Linked DNA regions of Sus scrofa: region 2 is linked to region 1. Evidence: chromatin contacts called from public HiChIP or PLAC-seq data. All regions are on one chromosome and are shown on one strand. The core of a region is the stretch at or near the end of the contact, and the rest is flanking DNA. Distances in the headings are between cores, read along the strand shown.

What was found. HiChIP or PLAC-seq counts read pairs in DNA pulled down with a chosen protein or histone mark.
Region 2: an H3K27ac HiChIP or PLAC-seq map of skeletal muscle shows a contact between it and region 1, with 7 times the contacts expected there. The contact joins the promoter of LOC100524475 here to the promoter of TLE4 in region 1. A contact is called at or near these places in 1 of 5 promoter capture datasets (liver), 2 of 47 Hi-C or Micro-C datasets (embryonic fibroblasts and heart right ventricle) and 1 of 2 datasets of contacts at active chromatin or transcription factors (skeletal muscle).

The regions. Positions count from the first base shown.
Region 1 is chr1:232,354,245-232,357,869 of Sscrofa11.1, forward strand. TLE4 (transducin-like enhancer protein 4) reads left to right here and starts at 1,715. Exons shown (of 20, transcript XM_001924195.6): 1 at 1,715-2,606; 2 at 3,448-3,545. The coding sequence starts at 2,562.
Region 2 is chr1:234,368,537-234,372,209 of Sscrofa11.1, forward strand. LOC100524475 (transducin-like enhancer protein 1) reads right to left here and starts at 2,119. Exons shown (of 20, transcript XM_003480540.4): 1 at 758-2,119. The coding sequence starts at 781. It overlaps SPATA31D1 (spermatogenesis-associated protein 31D1), which reads left to right and starts at 2,430. Exons shown (of 7, transcript XM_005660180.3): 1 at 2,430-2,548.

The DNA.
Region 1 (3,625 bases), core at 465-2,964:
AAACTCAGATCCTTAAGTCAGCCAAGCCCCCAGTTGACTTTATCTGCAATCCTACCGGCCCCCAAAGGATAGAGGCTAGCTAGGAAAGGTTTCGGGCCGCGCAGCTTCCTCTTAAATCGGAGAGCTGCTCCCAGTTAGATGAGGACTAGGGGTTGGGAACTTTGCCTGCCCCTTCTTGCCACCAAGTCCACGTCTACCTCCTTAGCGCCTACCATAGGGATGCCCCTCCCCCAACCTCTGCTCCTCCGACTGCCCCCACCTTTCTAGCCTTGGTCCCAGCTGTGGCCGACCCGCCATCTCTCGTGGCCTGCGTGGTTTCCTGCCCGTTTCAACGGCGACAAACTCAACTTGTTCCTCCAGAAAGCGGGAAAATGAGGGGTAATCTTCATCCTACTGACCCAGAGGAGGGAGCATCTCTGGGCGCGCTGGGCCGTTTTCTTTTCAGTGCTTGGAGGGTAGCACCTAGATGAAGCTACTTTCGTGTGGACCGACTGACAGTCTGTGGACTGCGGGTAGCCCCCTCGAAAAAGTTTTTTTGGGAATTGACGACCCCTGCCCCTGGGGCCTCCAGCCCCACCCCGAAACTCCACGGTTACGCCCTCGGGACCCCTGGTCGAAACGTCCAGGAAAGCTTCCTTGAAGAGTTGCTTGGGGGAGGAGGCCCCTCTACCGGATTAAACTGCAATCGTAGCCCACTAGGGACTCCGAGAGACGCCCTCCCCAACCCCCCCTCCTGCCCCGCCCCGCGTCCCCGTCCCTCGTCCCAGTCAGCATCTTGCAGCTTAGTCTCCAGCTCTAAACAAGAACAGGGGCCTGAATCAGCGTTCACACGGAAAATTATGCCGGCTCCAGCGGCGCGTAAAATTGATGTGAACTGAACGAAGTGGGATCGGCGTGATCTTCCCTCTCTTGTCTCAACAGGGGTTTCGGAGCATTACACAAGGCCGAGCTTGTCTCTTTAAGGAGACATTGGACCCTAATTAGTCCGCATTCCTGGCGCGGCCGGGAGCAAGGGGCCGAGGGTGTTTAGATTGGAGCGGGGCGGGTGCGAGAACCCGAATTCGGAAGATCTTCTGACTAGCCTCCAGTCTCACCGCCCCCTCCACCCTCTTTATTTTGCCGCCACCATCGCCACCAACACCCAGTTCTGAAGATACAGCCAGGGCAGAGGCAACAGCAGCAGCAGCAGCCACCGCTTCTCCCAGGCCCACGTTACTTTGATTGACAGCCGAACAAATGTTTCCTCGGTTCGAACGCTCGCGCTAAGGAACGTCATCCAAGGCGAAGCTCCGCCTTGGGCGGGCCATCTCCGCCCCGCCTCTGCTAACCCCATAACGTTCCATTCATTGGTCCGAGCCGCGGACGACGCCCGGCCCCCACGTGGGTTCCAACCCCGCCGGCTCCTCCCCCCTAGCTTGCCATTTGTCAACAGTGAAATGATGGGCAGTAACACAGAACAGCGATTAATGTTCAGCCATCTCTGATTGGTTGCTGGAGACGCCTACTGCGCAGGGGGTGGGAGGGGCTCTTGGAGAGCACCCCAGAGTGGTCGCGTGGCGGGCCGGTGATTGTAGTCAATCTGGCGGAATCCTCAGCTGCGGCCGCCGGGGGCGGACTACATCTCCCGGGATGCTTCGCGGGCCCTCCACGGACGGTTGTGAATATGTATCAGAATGTTAATGATTAGCCGCTGCTAAATTTGGTCAAAGAAGTCACCTACACCGAACGTGTTGTTAGAGCTGTTCCGAGCGGGTGTTTGGGCTGTTGGCTGCTTTCTTCCCCCTCTCACACACTTGTATATTATTTTGAGGTGGTGTTCGCAGAGTTTGAAAGGAGAGAGATTTTTTTTTTTTTAAAGCCGCAAGCGTTTCACTCTCTTTTATTTTTATAATCCCCTCCAATTTGGGGTTTAAAAAGACAAGAAAACAGGAAGGAAGAAAAATAAGGAAATGAGATGTGGTAAAAGAAGCTAAAAGGTGCCTTTTAAAAGATCGTTGCTGTGAGGTGAAAAAAAATCTCCAGAGAAACCAAAAAGCACCGCCGAGATCTCTTCCGAACCAAAGGAGTTTGTGTTTGCTTTTAGGAAAGAAGAGAGAGATCATTCATTCGGAGGAATAACAACCAATTAAAAGACAAATAAAAAAAGTTTGGAGTGGGACGCCGAGCGAGCCAGTGAGCGAGCGGGCGGCGCTGCCGGCAAGCGCTGGGACGCGGAGCTCGCACTTTCCCGGCTGGGTGAGCGGCGCGGCCGCGGCGCCAGCTTCGGCGGGCGCGCCTCGGCGGAGCGAACGTCGGAGCGTTGCCGCGGGAGACGCGCGCCGGACAATGCCCGCGGCGGGCCAGTGACGCCCGCGGGGAATGCAGAGGGGCCCGGCTGTCTGCACCCAGCCCGCCGCTGCCGCGCGTTCCTGCCGCCCGCGTCACGCGAGACCCGGCGGGGGCCAGGACCGCCCGAGCCGCCCCTCGGACCCGGCCGGCCGCCTCCGCCGCCTCTTCCTCCGGGCCTTTAAAGCCAATGAGCCGCGCGCTTCTGCCCAGCGTAGCCAACTAAATCGGTTTGGATGATTCGCGACCTGAGCAAGATGTACCCACAGACCAGACACCCGGTGAGTGCGGGCGTCAGGGGCGCGGGCTCGCCGAGCGCCGGGGGATTCCCCGCGTCGCCCCCTGCGTGCCGAGTTGTGTCTGTGACCAGAGGGGCGTGGAGGGCGGCCCGAACCCGGCTCCCTGCCCGGGGAGTCGCCCGCCCCCACCACCTCTCCCCCCGGGCTCAGTGGCACTTTCGGAGCCAGGGTGCGGAGAGGCAACAGAGTTGTAGCCATTTTCTTATTGTTGTCTTTGAAGCCCCTGGAAGGCGCGCGGAGCCGTTTGTCGTCCCCGCGCCGCGACTCCTCTAGGAGGGGTGGCTAGCGATGGAGGAGGCGCGACTCCGCGCCGGGGCGGGGAGGGCGCCCTCAGCGGCGGCGCGGCGGGTCCGGCAGCGGCTCGGGAGTGCGGGACGCCTTCCACTCGCGCCGCACGCCCAGGGGAAGAGCGAACCAGTCGGCCGGGGAGGGTGGCGGCTGCGTGCCCCCTCCCCCGACCTGACCGCGGCTCGACGCCATGGCGCGCGTCCCCCCGACTGGCCCGTTTCGATTCCGGGTGGGGAGGCAGTGGGCGCGGCGCTCCGGGTGGTTGCTCACGGCCGGCGAAGGAGGAGAGCGGGGGTCTCGAACCCTTGGGGGGCCCGAGCGGGCGAGAGGACGCGGGGGCCCTTGGCCAGCCCGCTTGCAGCCTCCACTGGGCTTTGCGGCCAGGGGAGGGGGCAGGAGGAGAGTTTTAATCGCTCTTTGCCTGCTAGCGCGATGACACCCCCAACCCCCCGCCAGCGCGGCGTGCTGTGTTTTCTGCATCTCTCTGCCTTGCCTCTACTGTGGGCTAATTAAATATTTTATTGTTGTTCTTTAGGCACCGCACCAGCCTGCTCAGCCCTTTAAATTTACCATTTCCGAGTCCTGTGATCGGATTAAGGAAGAGTTTCAGTTTTTACAGGCTCAATACCACAGGTAACGATATTGACTTTAGCTGATTCTTCTGTTTGCTTAGCTCTTGTCTCCCCACCCCCGTACAACCCCCCCTTTTTTTG
Region 2 (3,673 bases), core at 869-3,368, 2.0 Mb after region 1:
CGACCAGGGGGACCGAGGGACCGGGGATGCGGGCGGAGGGATAAAGAAGTAAGTCAGAGGACGAAAGAGTGGGTGGGACATAAACAAAAAATGAAGTTAGAAGTGGAAGAAACCGGAGCTACGGACTCGAGTTTGCCCTTCACTATGGGCAGGGGGAAGGTGGACCTCCCCAGATCCGATGCTTCTAAAATGGCTTGGAGCCTCTTCTAGCCTCCAGGACGAATCGCGTTAAGTGCGAAAGGGTCACCTGGTTGAAGGGATAGGGGCTCCCTGGCGGGCGGCCGAGAACTGGGCCAGACTGTCGCTGTCGCCGCCGGCCCCTCCTTCACGGGGGCGATAATGACCCCAGGGACCAGAGAAGAGAAACAACTCTTCCCGTTCCCAGAGCCGCCGGGGCCACCTCCAGCATTGCTGGAAAGGGGGCCGCATTGACATGTAAATAGGCAAGACGAGAAACAAAGGTGGGGGCGCCCTACTCGCCTCTGGGAAGGGGGAGGATGTGTCTGCTGGAAAGAAACCCCAGTCTCTCCGGGCGCCCCCACCCGCCCAGTCTAGACCTCAAGTAGGAGGGGGCACAGAGCAAACGGGGAAATTTAGAGTTTCAGCCCACTCCCCAACCCAGGAGAGGAGGGCCCTCGACCTCCCAAGCCAGGGGTTCGGCCAGAATGCAGCACCCACCCATCTCCTTACCACACAGCAAGAGCGCCTACCACCCCTCACCCCCTGTCCCCCACTCAGCCAGCCAGCCGCGCCTCACCGGGTGCCGGCTCTGTGGGAACATCGCTCTGGCGGCGGCCGCGGCTCCGTTCCCGGGCAACTCAATTCTCCGCTCAATTTCCAACTTTAATCCCGCCGAGGAAAATTAAGCTGAGAAGCCGGGCAGTAGCGGGAAGTGCGGGGGGCGCGCTGGCCACGCACGCAGGCGCGCTCCGCTGGGCGCAGAGGCCACTCGGCGCCCAGCAGCTCCTGTTCCCGCCGGTGCGGGCTCCCACCTTCAGGGCCACATCACAGGGCACCCCGGGCCCCGCTGCACCTAGAACCTGCGGGGCGCCGCCGGCGCCCGGGGCCGCACTCCAAATCGCGAGCCTGGGCCGCCGGGACGAGGAGGTGGGGGCGCGGTGACTCGCTGCGCTCCCCTCAGCGATCCGCGTGTGCCGCACCCGTCCCGGGCAAACAAATCCAGGCGGGTTGCTCTCCACCGTTCTTCTCCCGGTCCGCCTCCTAGCCGGGTTTTCCCCGCGGCGCCAGCAGCCGGGGAGGTGCAGGTGGCAAGCGCCCCCGCTAACCCCACAAAACAAATGTGACGACGTTCACAGCCGACCCCTGCAGGTCCGGGAGGCGCCCAAGACCGGGCGCTCGCAGGGTCCCTGGAGGCGGCGAGGGGCGAGGTCCGGGCCCCGGGGGAGGCTCCGTGTCCGGCGCTCCGCAGGCTTAACCCGAGCGGAGGAGCGCGGGATGACGACGAGGTGGGCAAAGTGTGGAGGGCGCGCCGGGAGGCGTCTCGGCACGCCCCGTGCGGGCCGCTCTTGCTGTTTTCCGCGGTTGTACAAACCCTCTTGGCCCGACGGGACTACTCGGCGGAGAGTAGTCCCGCAGCCTTCCGCTGCTCCTCGACCCCTGGGCGCATCCGAGCAACACGGCCCGTGCACACTCGCCGCACACGGCCCGCCCGGCCACTCCGGACCCCTTCTTCCGATCCTCTCCGTCAGCCCTCTTTCTTTCCTTCTCTTCGTCTACCTCTCCGCAAAGGGCGCTCCAGCCCGCTCCAAAGTTCTCTCACGACCCGGGGAACGACATCCACTCGATGGTAGGGAAAAGCGCAAGAGTGCGCTCCGACGCTTGGCCTCCTTCCCCAGCAGGCAAACTCCGTGGGCGAGTCCGGAGTAATCGCCAAGGGCCAGCGAAGGTCCGGGCTGGTGGCGAGGGAGCCGCCCGGCCGTGCGAGGGTGGGGGTAGCGCAGTCGGCTGCCTCAGGGACGCGGGGCAGAGGGTGCCCGCCGCCGCTGCTGCTGCTCCTGCAGCCGCCGCCGCCACCGCCGCCGCCGCCGCCGCCGCCCGCGCCTCTCGCGCCGGTTACATTAACACGCGGTTTCACACTCCGGAGCTAACCAGCGCCGGCCCCGCCCAGCCCTGCGCGGGCGGGGGCGAGAGCGAGGAGCTGGCGGGGTACGTGGGCCCGGCGAGTGGAGAGGGGGGAGCGGGAAGGCCCGTGTCAGCCAATCGCATGCGCCAGACCCAACGTGGGGTGGTGACGCGACACCTCCCCAGAGCCTATGGCAGCGCGGCACCGGACGGGCTGTCTCCCCTTCTCCCTCCTTTCTCTCCCGCCCCGCTTGCTTCCCTCTCCGCCGTCTCCCCCGTCTCTCCTCCCATCCACCCCCACCTCCCCTCCGCCAGCCGCGTCCTCCCGGGCTCGGCGAGGAACTGTTCCTGAAGGAGCCGCGGGACGCCGAAACCAGCCAATGGAAAGCGGCGAGACGCGAAGATTGGCACCGGGGATGGGAAGGTCGGAGAGAAGGAGAGCGGCGGGGCCGGGCTGTCAGTCAAAGTAACGTGGGGCAAGCAAGGGAACGCGCGGGAGCGCGCAAGCGGGAGGGACAGGCCAACGTGCAGCGGTCGAAGCTGGGGGCTCGAATTTGCAAAAATGCTGCCCACTTGTCACTTTTCCCTTTAATGAAAATCTTTAGATCTCAGTGAAACTCAGAGACTAACCCCGTAGGTTCTTATGAGGGAGAAGGGGTGCTTTTTGGTAGTTCGAGCCAAAGGAATCTTTCGGTGCTTGTCCCCTGTTTGATGCTACTATTGAAAGTGAGGTCACATTCAAAAATTTCTCTGAGGATTGTTTTTCCTCGAGCTGCCTTTTGGCGGATGCAGGAGAAGTGGACTGTGCACTTGGTGGAAAATGCGTACATGAGCAACTCATTGGCTGGCGTACATACAGCAGCCGCCTAAGACTAGGCTTTTAATGCCCACGCCCCCTTTGCACCCAAGGTGGTAGGAGTTGGTTTTTATTAGAAAATTTCAAACCACCTTGCAAAAAGATCGGGCTGCCTTGATTTGGCGGGAAGGAACCCAGGGTAAGGCACGCGCGTCGTAGTCTCAGATGCGATATTTTGCCCGCGGCGCGAAATTTCGGTTCTTCTGTTAAAAGTCCAGATTTCGCTGTGTTGGGAGATAGAGAGCTGCTCAGACTTCTAGGGGCTTCTCAGCAACATGACCACGAGTCTGTTTCCAATTAGTAGAAACAAAGAGAGAGAGTGTGTGGGATAAACAGCATCTAGACCTGAAAAACCTGTCCTGCCCACCCCACCTCCATAGTTCGGATGGTACCCCCACCCCCGCCCCTCTGGCCGGCTGAGCTGTGTAAGGCATTGATTGGGAAGCTTTGGATAAATGACCTGGCTAAAATTCTTATGAGGTGGAACTTGACTTAAAAGGGATTCCAAAAATTTAAATAGACAAGGCAAAATGTATAAATCTCCAGTTTGGATCTGTTTTTCTAAATACACCACATAGCAAATACACCACATAGCAGAAAATCTTATATATTGCTGCATTTATTTGAGTTATTTCCACGTGATTGGTAAGTGAATAATGCCGTTTTAGCCAAATGGTGGTGAATTCTTCCATAAGAAAGACACATCTTTGACAAGCATTTATCTTAGGTTGGAAC